2 separate regions of the Rattus norvegicus genome follow, and region 2 is linked to region 1. Evidence: chromatin contacts called from public Hi-C data. All regions are on one chromosome and are shown on one strand. The core of a region is the stretch at or near the end of the contact, and the rest is flanking DNA. Distances in the headings are between cores, read along the strand shown.

What was found. Hi-C and Micro-C count contacts between places; a contact is called where the count stands out from the background.
Region 2: a contact with region 1 is called in a Hi-C map of liver, with 5 times the contacts expected there. The contact joins two enhancer-like sites. A contact is called at or near these places in 9 of 12 Hi-C or Micro-C datasets (the A7r5 cell line, the Rat2 cell line, Schwann cells and 5 more).

What each region holds. Positions count from the first base shown.
Region 1 is chr15:54,698,301-54,704,868 of GRCr8, forward strand. No RefSeq gene overlaps it. Among named protein-coding and RNA genes, the nearest start is that of Rcbtb2, 32 kb to the right of the region's middle. Within about 2 kb of position 4,296, at least 8 of the 93 cell types and tissues checked have an H3K27ac peak or open chromatin away from gene starts, as enhancers often do. A contact at or near this core is called in liver, where this site is marked.
Region 2 is chr15:54,839,227-54,845,794 of GRCr8, forward strand. All of the region lies in intron 17 of Rb1 (RB transcriptional corepressor 1), which reads right to left. Among named protein-coding and RNA genes, the nearest start is that of Lpar6, 16 kb to the left of the region's middle. Within about 2 kb of position 3,420, at least 13 of the 93 cell types and tissues checked have an H3K27ac peak or open chromatin away from gene starts, as enhancers often do. A contact at or near this core is called in liver, where this site is marked.

The DNA of each region.
Region 1 (6,568 bases), core at 3,046-5,545:
AAGTAGGACAGTGGGACAGGCCTTTGAAGGGTACATTGGAACCGGACCTCCTCTTCCTCCCCCTCCTCCCCCTCTTCCTCCTTTTCTTCCTCCTCCTCCCCCCGCCACTGCCATGGAGTTGTTAACAGTGAACATACATGGTCCCCCTCTGCAAATCTTTAGCCTTGTAGATAAAAGAATTTTAAAATGATGCCAGAGGAAACTCAAGGACAATTTTGTTACAGTTGGAGAGAAAAGGAAGGCAGGCATGCTTAGCAACAGAGTGGCATGGGGACATAGGGGTTCTGAGACAGACAGATAGACAAAGAGACACGGAGCCCCTGAGAATGTCCAGGCAAGCAGGTTGAGGGTTTTAGTTGGTATATAAAAAGTGCGGGGGGAGTTATATTTTGTGAACTGGAACTCAGAAAGCAGAAGTCTTAAAGTGACTTCAGGGGTTGGGGACTTCCTGTGTACATGAGCAGGCTCATCCAGGGAAAGGTGTCCTTCCATCCTTTTAACAGGTATTCAGCTGCCTCAGTTTTTCCTAGAGCATGGCCTCCTGGTCAGGTGATCAATAGACCCATTTGGATAACTCTTAAGGGATGGGCCAATAGTATAGAACCTCATAATCTTTGGGGCAGCTTCCAATATCATGTCTCCACCTAGGGCCAGAGGTTCAGCTCGGATCCACTTCTTTTGCTAAAACCTCATGAAAGAGAGTAGATTATAAAGAACTAAAGAAAGAAAAATAAAACCTATGAGACAGGCACGTGTTACCAGGAGAACACGGCCTTCTTTTGAGGGACTTCCACAAAGCCCAGCTGCGTCTGCCTTCCTCCCTTCCTAGGTTGTTTTAGGCCTTGAGGAGGCACAGTCCTCTCCTTCCATGTGGCCTTCTAAATTCTGAGCGTGATTGTGATATCCCCCCTTTGCCTAAGGTTAGCGTGTGACCAGAGACACAGGAAGCGAAGGCTGAAGGTACTTTGGAGAGGAAAGGACCCACTCTTGACCTTCCAGCCTGCTGGGTACCTGCCTGCTGTACTACCTAACAACTGTGGTTGACCAAGGCCTTCCTGCCACAATACTATGCCCCAGCCCAGGCCCAGAACTGATGGGACCAAGTGACCCTGGGCAGCTCTGAACCCTGAGACAAAATAAGTCTTTTTCAGGTACCTTATCACAACCCCCCAGAAAGGTGGAGGAAGACTCTCTACTCCCCGTCACTTGGAGGTTAGGATTACAACATATTCAGTTCATCATCCCTCTCTGCCCAAAAGATTCTTCTCTGGCATTGCTGTGTAGCTGCCAGAGTCTTGTGTTACCCACCTCAGTGCCAAAGGCCAGCGCTCCACCTCTAGAAGTTCCGTTTTGCTGCAGCAAGGCTGAACTGTGAGTGTGGCATTCACTCAGAGTCTTCTTCAGCCCTGCCTCCCAGGACCCAAATTCAAATGAAGCCACAGCCTTGAATTCTAGCTCCTTTTCCTTAAGCTATGCCTGAGAGGGATTTGATGGGAAATGGAAATTGACATTTGCATTCATATAGAACCCCAGTCTTTCATTAATTAATCAAGGCTCTAAGCCACCTAGACAAATCCTCCAGGGAAAGCTTGCAGCTAAGCCCTGGTGCATCTTGTTTGGAAGGAAGATTTCAGATGATTGCAGATGAGGACAAATCTGGCATCAGGCTGTCTACAGCTCGACCCCTTTTCTTTCTGTGATAGGATACATTCTGCACAAGAAGGCTCTGTTCCTTTATTCCAATGTGGAGAGTCTCCTTCCCACTTTCCTACCCTCCTTCCCACCTTTCTATGCACTCTGCGAGCAGAGCACTCCAAGGGCTAAAAGGAGAGAAAAAATCTCTGGGGTGAGGGGATGCTTTCTGAAGTAAAGGAGAAAATAAAAAACAGTCCATAGAGTATGGTTTGAATACCCACCCCAATGGCCAACTGGGACAGGTGCTGCTCCAAGGCAGTGGACTGAGTTAAGTGTCTGAGACACTTGGAATCACAACTGCACCTCTGGGTTCCTCGAGTCATACACTAGAACATACTGAGGAACGCCCCCCCATAAAGGACAAGAAGGCTTGTTGCAAAAATGTATGGAAGAAAGAATCAAGAGATTGCTATACAAATAGGAGTGGGCCCCAAACTGTCCACCTCATAGAGAAGTTATCTCAGGGAGGAAGGTGTAGGCTTGGCAGAAAGATATGCAGAGGACAGAGGGGTGGGGGGTAGACTGAGTTGAATATACTTCAAGCAAGCAACATGGAGGGCATCTTAATGAGTAAACATATATCTACATAAATATGTGTACATAATATGTCATATTACATGTCTGTTATTACATATTGTATATTGTATATTATTTAAGTATATATAATACTAAGACAGACATCACCCTAACCCACTACTTATGCTTGTCTTCTGTCCCCTTACCCACCCTAGCTGGGCTTTTAAAGGTTGGTGCTATGGCTGCTAGTCTGTGTACGGCATGTTGGGTGGGAAAAGGCATGCAGACTCACCCACATGCCATTCACAGCCACAAAGAAAGAAGACGAGGGCTGGGGCCGGCAGGTAGAGGGGGTTCCATGCAGACTAAACTGGAAAAGAGGGTTTTTCACCTGGGGCTGAGAAAACCTGAAGGGTGAAGAGATGAAGGCACTCCAGGTCTGGGTGGCTCAACAGGAGGAAGCTGGGGCTGGTACCACAGGGCTATCGTAACTGGAGACCTTAGATAGCGGGGAGTTGGGATTGGACTGGGTCTGTGTTTGCTCTTCCGGGTCAGGGCCACAGTCATTGATAGAATTGGTATTCTGTTTCTACAGTGTTCTTGCTTAGCCTGTGTGTACGACCACCTGACCAATTCTGCCCCCCTCATCTTTTAGGTCTAGAGCCCCTCTGTCTACCAGTTACCACCGCATGTTGGCTTCTGGTTATTTTTAATACTTGGTAACCACCCAAGTAATTAGCACTTTATTTCACTTAAAAAAAAAAAAAACTAAATCACCACCCTCATTGCCCAGTATGCTCCTCTCTGGTGGCCCAGATCCTACTGTGTCTGCTCCTGTTGCCTCCCTCAACGAGGCATCAGCTTGGCTTGCAGCTCAACAACAGCTTCCACTAGACAAAACATGGAACACTGACCCAACTCCAAACAAATGCCTTTCTGTGGACCTAAGAACAGGGAGGAAAGCAGCTGAGACAGCAGTCAAGGCACAAGCCCCTGAGGGTGAAACCTGAAGCCTTTACTGCTGTGCTGAAAGGACCCCCAAACCACAGGTCACCATGGCAACCCAAATGGCTCATCCAAAACTCGAGGGTCATCTTTAATTTACAGAAGTGACACTTAGCAACAGGGTAGGCGGGGCGATTGTTCTACTGTCAGATTGTGAACTCAGGGCATTCAGTCTGCAAGCCACAGAGCTGAAGGATTTGGGCACAGCTGTTCTCCCCTCACGTGCCAACATTCAAATAAAAGGTTCCTTCTGCTATTGAGGAATGTGAGGCCAGGGGCAACAGGTGGCCATGAAGAGGTAGAGATAGAAAGACAATGGCTACAGTAATCAGACAAACCAGGACGGTGTTTCATGAAAAGGGCGTTTTGTATATGTCATTGATAACTTTTGTAGAGGAAAAGTGGATGTTCCTTTTAGAGTAGGGAGATGGTTTCCGACACAGCCATGTTTCCTGAGGCAAGGGATAAATAGAAAGAGCAAACCTTCTCGTGTAGAATCGGGGCATCTGCATCCCTGTGGTGTGGTGTTGCCTGGCAACACACAGGATGCATCATTCTACTTCATTTCAGAAATACAACTATCTTCTGGCATAAATAAGTCTCATGTGCTGTATATTCTTAAAATTATTTGTTTTATATCTGAAATTCACATTCACCCAGAATTCTTTATCTTTTTATTTGCTAAACCTGACATCTCTATTATTATTTTTTTTAGAAGAACAGGAAATGGAAATTCACATAGAGTTGGGATCAAGATGGAGTCCAGGACATAAGGAGAGGTTGATGGGAAGCCATCCAGTGAGCACCACAGAGGATGTTTCTAGAGACTAGATCTGTGATGCCTTAACACACAGAACATATGTGAGAGAGTCGGCGTTTGCACTTAAAGCTGTGGCACAAGCCAATGGTTAACTAGGAGATGTGCAAGGGGAAACGTGCTTATTCAAAAATATTTTAGCTAGTAGTGAGCAAAACTTAAAGAACATTGAGCTTTCTGATTCTTTTCATACTCATCAGCCTCCTCTTCGAACCGCTAAAGTAGAGATTCTAGTTTTGCTCTGCAGGGGGCAGCATATCCCTGCAAAGAGATCATCAACTTTCCTCCTTCAATATCCAAGGAAATTTAAGCATGAATAAATCTAAACGTCAGCTCTCGAGACCTGAAAAAGGGAGGAGCCTCAAAAGGAGAACGGAAAGTGTGCATCACGTTTGTCCAAGGCAAAATCCACCATACCCCTGCCCCCACTCAATAGGTTTGTTTTTTGTCTTTAACTTTGCTGTCCACTTTCTAAAACAAGATTCAGCACCAGTTCAAAAACTGTCAAATGGATAAAAAGCTATGTTATTTTGAGCTCTGGACCGTTTCTGGTTAAATACACAAGAAAATGCATGTCTGTAATACTCCCAACACAGATCGCCCACCTCCCTGAGGCCCTGCTGCCTAGCTGGCTCAGATGGCACCGGGCTCAGTTATCCCCAGGAGGCACCATCTATAACTGAAATGGACTTTAGCACTAGTTGGCACAAAATGCCGGAGTAGCACCAACACCCACATCTGATTACAGCTTTTTACAGGGCTTATAGGGTTCAGAGACTATCTGGTGCCACGCCATTAGGAAAATCACGTGGTTTCCTCACGGTTAATGATTGCCAGGCTCTGAATAAGTGGCCCAACCTTTGTATTTAAAGAACAGGTGATCCACCCAGACAGACAATCCCTGGCTCACCCTGGGAGCTGCAGAAACCCTCTATCAAAGAAAGACAGAGCAGGGGTGGGGGGTTGGTTTAAAGAAAAGCTGGGAATCAGTTTTGTTAGCAGCTGCCCAGTTTCTCTTTTCCAGTGCGGCCTCCCTGGAAGGCACCCGCTGCTCCCCAGAACCCAGACGTCTGCTCCCTTCTTCAGGCAAAGCTATCTGCAGGCGAGTTTAAACTTGAAGGTGTTAATTGCCCAGACCAGGGCGTTTGAGTGCTTGTCTAATTTGCTCTGGAAAATGGGGTGTTGCCTCAGTCAAAGGAATCTCACTGTGAGCAGGTGTGTCAGGCCCTTCCAGAGAGCAACTCTCGGGCTATCGCTGGGCTGGGCCAGATGGGCAAGGAGTGTCTGGCCTCAGTGCCATTTCCTCACACAGGGCAGCCTTACTCCTGATACGCTTTGGACGGAACCAAATCTAAATATGCTGAACAAAAAAAGCCCTGGATTTAACCAATCCTTTCCTTCCTCCTCCCGGAACTGTCCCAGAGAAGTGGTTCCATAAATGAGTATTGAGCTTAAGAAAAAAAATAGAATAAATAAATAAATATCCCTTAGCCAAGCATAGTGGCATATTCTTGGAATCTCAACACTCAGGAGTCTGAGACAGGAGGATGACTAGTTCCAAGCCAGTGAGGAATCCATAGTGAGGCTCTCATTCAAATCGTCGTTGTCATTATCATCCAATGAGGAGTTTTTAACAAAAACTAAAGATGTTACATCATCTTGCTATCTACTTCATAACTAAAAATCCCAGTAAGCACAGTATCCATGGCTGGGGCTGACGCTTCCATTTGGACATCAGAATAAGGAAAGGAAGAGTTAAGAGAAGAACAGAGAAGACACTAGCTAAAAGGCCTTTCTATCTTTGACATATGCTCACCTCTCTCTCTGCCAAGCAAATGGAGAACTAGCCTTCAGGGAAGAGAATCAAGCCAGTCTCCATCTTCCCTTCTAAGGGCAAGTAGCCACTTCCCTCAGAGCAGGTGTCATGTCATCTCTGGTAGCAGAGGCGATGACCCAGCTGTAGGGAGTAGAAATTCAGAGATGTCACACATCTCATTCTGCAGGACAGGGATTGGTTCACAGACCTCAAGACTTCCATCACTGGCCAGGAGGACACTGAGAAATGCCCCCTTTCTCTTCCTCTAGGGTTCTGGCTGGGAGGCTTCCTGGCTAAGCTTCTCATCCCCATTCTGTGGCCCCAGAAAGTCAACCTCCAGAGGTGGGGTTTTGATTTCTTCCATCGCTGGTGTGCTATGTACAAGTGGAGCAAGGCAGGGCCTTCTTCGATTTGTGGTAAGTTGTAATGGTCCCCACATTGGTCTGTTCTCTTTCCTGACCTCACAAACCCCTTAGAAGGAAGGATCCAGTATTGCAAGGAGCTACCATTGCCCTTAGAGACAAGCCTGTAAGCCCTATAAACCCTCCGTCCTGGAATACTAATTTACTCTGTATCTCCTAACAGCCTGTATCCATTTACTCAGTCCTCTACAAATATTTGAGAAAAACATAACCTATCAAGCTCTTTTCAAGGCCTAGGAAATACAACATCCCTTCCTTCCCAGAGCATTTAGCCCACTGGAGAATATGAAAATTAAA
Region 2 (6,568 bases), core at 2,170-4,669, 140 kb after region 1:
TACCTAAAGACTATACATGGACTGACCCTGGACTCTGACCTCATAGGTAGCAATGAATAGCCTAGTAAGGGCACCAGTGGAAGGGGAAGCCCTTGGTCCTGCCAAGCCTGACCCCCCATTGAACATGATTGTTGGGGGGAGGGTGGTAATGGAGGGAGGATGGGGAGGGGAAGCCCCTATAGAAGGGGAGGGGGAGGGGTTGGGGGATGTTGGCCCGGAAACTGGGAAGGGGAATAACAATTGAAATGTAAATAAGAAATACTCAAGTTAATAAAGATAAAAAAAAGTTTATTTTAAAAAAGATTGACCCACCCAGACCTTCCAGAGAAGAATATGCATTTTCAAAGATCTCTAGATGATTTCTGTATAGATTTCTGTATAGAACACTGCAATTCATACTGAGAAAACTGCTTTTAACATTGAAAAATATGCTCTCAAGCAGTTATGATGCAGACCTTGGGGAATGAAGGGTTTGCACCATTAGTTATTTAATTATTGCTTAGAAGAGCAAGCTAAAGGCAACTTCCTTTTACATTTTCTTTCTGGTTTTTGTTGTTGTTGTTGTTGTTGTTTTCTAAGGGATGGAGGTCTCACTGTATAGTTCTGTCTGTTCTAGAATTCACTATGTAGACCAGGGTGGCCTTGAACTCAAAAAGATCCTCGGCCCCAGTCTTCCTAAATATGCATCACTATACCTGGCTCTAAAGGCAACTCTCACAGGTTGGTAATGTAACTAACTGTCTTGGAAAAAGATTCTAAAGATAGACACTCATACCTTTCTCTGACTATCAAACTAATGAAACAATCTCAAACTAAAAATGTCTTAGGAATTCTACACTAAAGGAAGGGAAAGGCTGAATCCTTGGTGCCTGTAAGAGGAGAAACTTATTTCCTGAAAGTATTTTCACATAGTTCTGACAACTTAACCGCAGAACAGAGCCACGTTGAAGAGTGGGCCCACACCTTGCTAAGGAATTCTGAGTTGCACATGCCTTTTGGACCTCATTTCAGGACCCACAAATGGATTTGACTTCCATTTGTTCCTCTTTCCAATGTGCCACACTCTGCATTTTACTATTACTTAGTTCTTGTTTATTAGAGACAGGTGACATTGCAGGAGACAGGTAGCCTTTTAGCTTCCAGAGCTCATTTTGACTCCCCAAATTCAATCAACAGTAAGATACTAAAACACTGAGAAATAAGCTCCCACTTGTGGGAAAAGAGGACAAGTTGTGTTTTAAAATGTATAACAGTTGGGGCTGGAGAAATGCTCAATGATTAGAGCACTTAATGTTCTTATAGAAAACCCAGTTCATGGGCTAGAGAGGTGGTTCAGTGGTTTAGAGCACTGACTGCTCTTCCAGAGATCCTGAGTTCAAATTTCAGCAACCACATGGTGGCTCACAACCATTTATAATGAGATCTGATGCCCTCTTCTGGTGTGTCTGAAGACAGCTACAGTGTACTTATATGTAATAAATAAAAATAAATCTTTAAAAAAAAATAAAAGGAAAACCCAGTTCAGTTCCTAGCACCTATGAACCATAACTCCAGTTCTTTTGACCTCCACAATTCTCTACTAGATCACAAGCTCCTTGGAGACTTGGGGCTATTTCTTGTGTTTTATTTATTTCACTTGGACAATTACAGTTGTTTCAAAATAGCTGATATGTGGAAAGGAGAATGGAAATAAAGAACACCTATGTTGTCTTTTTTTAAAGAAAAAAAAACCTCTTTAATCATTTAGAAATTATGAGGTAATTCAAATAAATATGGATTCACATCCAATAGTGACAAATAATTCTGAACCTTTAAATAAATTTCTAAAAACAATATATTTGTAGCAGACAGACTTGAATCTCTTGACTTTTCTCAAATGGTAAACATGTTCTTAGCATAAGACTCTAGGGAAATTCTAGCACCATCAACCATCAAATAAAAGAGACAATCAAAAAAAGTTACGTATCAACTTACAAAGGAAGGAAAAAGACACCAGCATTTAGATGGGAGAGCTAGGACTTCAAACTGAAGTCCTCTGTCCCATGTCTTACATCAGACACCTCAGTAGACAAACGTGCTATACCTCAGACATAAAAGAACTCTGGGGTACAGGCTAGAAAGAAAGGCTGTGCCATGAGAGTCAAACTATTCCAGCCACTGCAAAATAACTGTTTTTCTGTAAAGCAAAGGAAGTTACAGTTTGAAGAAACTTAAAAGACTAACTAGCACTAAAGTATAAGGTGGGAGACATATAAAAGATACCTTTTTAGAAAGGCCACTATGATACTACAACAACAACAACAACAACAACAACAACAACGCAGGTATTTAAAATAATTAAACATGTGAGAGACATAGAAAAGTGTTTTCCTAGAAATCTCGGCACTCTGCATTGAACTACATTGAAGGGAAAAATGTTTGGAAAAAACTTAAAACTAGTGGAAAATTTAGAAGCAGATTTGACACAAAATAATAGGCAGAAGGTGAAATCCCAGAAGGCCTCACACCAAGCACACAGGGGAAAAGGCCAAGGTAGCAATGACCTCCTACCCATCAAGGCCAGCTAAAACTAACCAGTATCGTGGGAAGGCATAGAGTAGTCCAGGTGTCAGTAACCTGGGACTCGTGTTAATACTAAACCTCCCCCTCTAGGGGAGATTAAAGGTGCTCATCAGACTGCCAACATACCACACTGCATGCAAAACACACTGTAATGAAGACTGCATGGAAAAGCTCATTATATGAAAGGAGCCCATGTCCACCGCACGGTCACACAGAAGGCCCCACCTTTACACACTGCAGGGCACTGACTCCCTCTACCTTCTCTCTGCTCCAGTCTGCTTTCAAGCCCTTGCCTCCAGCTCTTAGATGAACATCCTCTTAGTAAACACTGCTTCTGCTGCAACTATGTACTTGTACTCACTTCGTTTTGTCAGAGACACACAACTTAGAATAGTCCTGAACCCTGTTATCAGCCAATATCAAAAATGTATTCTGAACAAAATAAAAGATTTTTCACTTTGACTGAAGCCAAGTCTCCCAAGTCTCCCAGGGCTATAATAGTTAATTGTGGAAAATAGAAGTGTGGTATTAAAGATAAAATGGATCACGGTAAGAAAGGTTAAAGCCTTTGATATGTCTTCAGAAAAAAACTGGTTTTAAAAATAAAAAAATCACATGATAGATTTTCAATTTAGTCCTCTGGTTATTGTGTAACTGTCAACATGGCCTGCATTGTTTCATTGTCTTAACCCATATTTTTAAAAATTACTAAATCAAATAACCATTATTTTACAATTCAATTGTTTTCCTGTAAGGCATAATTCTTTGTAAACTGTAACTTAGAAAAGAAAAGCCAGCACATTGTCTCATGGCCAATGCCCGCACGCAACCTTCGTGCAGAGTGCACCGAGCTAATGATTCACAGAAACAGACAATACAGGCCCTTTCCTTGGCTCCTTTCTTGGCTTTTACAGAGTTGCAGGCTTTTCTCCCTTTTGTGTTCACTTCCTGTCAACTTTGACTTTTCAAAAGATACCAAAGCATCTTAAAAATCTATTTATGAGTTTGCTACCAAATCAGGACTCAAACAGACTGAATCACCTACTGCCACAGTGCTGGTGTGTAATACTGTGCTTCGTGAAATATCTGGGAAAACAACTGACAAGAAAATTGTTTAACCTTTACACATAAGAGTATCCTGATCAAAATTAATGCTTAAGAGCACACTAATCAAAATTTACTGCGTAAGCAAACTTCCTTGGTTTGGTGACTGAATAGAATCTAAAGTTCTGAGTCAACCATGTCATGTGTATTTACAGACACAGACAGCTTTCTCGTGGTTTTCTAAAGTGAATTAAGAGGAAATAATGAACTAGTAGCACTTTGGTGTCCCCACAAAATAAGCAGTACTCCAGGACAGCACCCACAAGACCAACTCACTTAATGCAGGAAAACAAAAACAATGTCCTAGATCACCCTCAGGGACGTATACTTCACATTTATATAGAATTAACAGATTTAAAAACTGGCAGGCCTGGTGAAGAAACAAGAACCAAATTTTGTAGTTTTAAACAACTACAAAACTGAAGAAAATAAGTGACAGTTTTCAAATGCTGAACAAGGGGACGAGGACCCACAGCGACTCCAGTGCAGTGGGTGCCATGCTGTAGCTGACTATGTAGGCAGCGCCCCACCAAAACACAGGGACAAATGGAAATAGACACCCACTGGTCCCCAACAAACAGCCCTGAGGTGAGGGAATTAACAAAACAGAGCTGAGGCCTGTGGAGACCCACTTCAGCTGGGGCACAACAGCCCACACCCAAGAGACAGCTAGCTTCTCAGTGCTAAAGAGGAAGTCCTGGAGGAGCAGAGGCTCGGTTGTACAAACTGGTTTCTACTAGCCACAGCAGACAAGCTTATGATCCATCTATAAGCAGTAGGTAAAGCACTTAAAAGATCATCTCTTGGATAGTGGAGGAAAATTAGATATAAAGACTGCTGTTTGAATAAAGATAAAGTTCCTGGAATCAGAAAGAAAGAAACAAAAAAAAAAAAAAAAAAAAAGAAAGAAAGAAAAAGAGAAAGCTGGGGATAGAGAGTACAAAACAATCAAACTACTTACAATTTAAATGTGTCCCAAACAAAGCACAACTCAAGAATATTAGTAAGAATATGAAAATATCCAGGAACCAGTAAGGCAAAATTCACATATTTAAATCTAGTAAAATATTACCAAGAGGCAAAAAAACAAGTGGTTGTTAGAAAGTAGAGTGTCAGTCAATAGAAACACATCTAAAAAGAAATAGGCATTAAGAGTTAGCAGATAGATTTTTAAAAAGTTATAATACCTATGTTCCATGTATCCAAGAAGGCAAAGGAGCATGAATCTGTTAAAGGGATGTAAAAGGAATCTAAGTAAGAACTTCTAGAATTGGAAAATATAGTATGCACATGAAATGAAAAGCAGATTAGATTCTTCGGAAGAAAAATACCAAAAAGCTTTAAGGTACAGTTTTAGGAACCACTTAAAATGAACTATAAGAGACAAGCATCCTTTAAAAGAGGAGGGGGTGGCAGCAGTCAGGTGTGAGACAACCACAAGCAACTTAACATACGTAGAAAAGAGTGGAATCTCAAAAGAAAAGGTAGAGAGGTCAATTAAAAATCCTAATGTATAAGGGCCCAATTTTCCAAATGTGATAAAACCTACATTTTCACATATCCAAAGCAAAGAAAATTAAAAAGGCATGTTATAGGAAAACTGGTAAGAACCAACAATAGGAAGAAAATCTTACAAGGAGCCAGAAAGAGAGTAAAGTCTTCTATAGCAGAGAAGCAACCACACAGTGATTTCAGAAAGGAGGCAAGCCAGACAGTGTAGCAGCTTGTTTAAACAGGAAAAGAAAGCTGTAACCTAGATTTCTATGCTTAGTCAAATAGCTTCCAAGCATGAAGTGACCTGTTTTTCCAGCCACACAAAAGTTGAAATAGTCCTTAAAGATAGACATGAATGCAGAAAATTTAAATGAATGAACAAACAAAAAGTTCCTGGAGACAAAAGGAAAATCAATCAGATGAAAATCTAAATCTCTATGAAAAATAAAGAACACACACCAAAAAAACATGTAAATAAATAAAAATACATTTTTATTTTTATCTTATTCTTTCTCTCTTTCTCTAAAAGGTAACCAATGGGTTTGCCGTGGTCTTGTGTGCTTTTTTAATCCCAACACTTTGGAGGAAGAGGTGGATCTCCATGAGATTGACGTCAGCCTGACCTATAGAGTTGTAGACCATCCAGGGCTATACAATGAGACTCTATCTGGAAATAAATAGAAAAAGGAGGGAGGGGGGAAGGGAGGAAGGAAGAAAATAACTGATAGGTTGAATAGTATGTATTCAGTAACAGTCCCAAAGCTTGGAGAGACATAACTATAAGTATTCTTTCTGTTCAAATGTTTCTCTTTCCCATTCTTATCCACTGCCCTTCTTTTAGTTAGTTTATGTATCTGTTAGTTAATTAGTTAGTTACTTTGTTTTTAAGACAAAGTTTTATTCTGCTGCCCAGGCTGGCCTTGAACTCCTGGACTGAAGCAATTTTCCTGCCTTAGCCTCCAGAGTAGCAAAATACTGTGTCCTGTTACACCTGGCTGCTGGGTCCTTATACTAAAGAGAAAGTTGTAAAATAATTCAAAGGTAGACTGAGAAATCAAGGCCACATACTATAAATCTTAAAGCAACCAATTACAAAGTAAAATAAAGGAGGATAAGTAGTAAGCCTACAGAGAAGATAAAATGGATTAAAACATTCAATGCAAAAGAAGGCCAAAAAGAGGAAAATGAACAAAGAGACAGCCAAGAAGAAAACAAGCACCAAGAGGATTCGGTTCCAACCATATCAATAATCATGCTGATGTAAAACTTCCAGAAGCTGAGCATGGAGGCAAGCTTATAATCCCAGAAGCTGGGATACAAGGCAGAAAGACCATTCTGCACAACCAGGGCAAACAAGGGTACAAGAGACTCTGCCTCAAAAGAACCAAAAAAACAATCACACAAACAA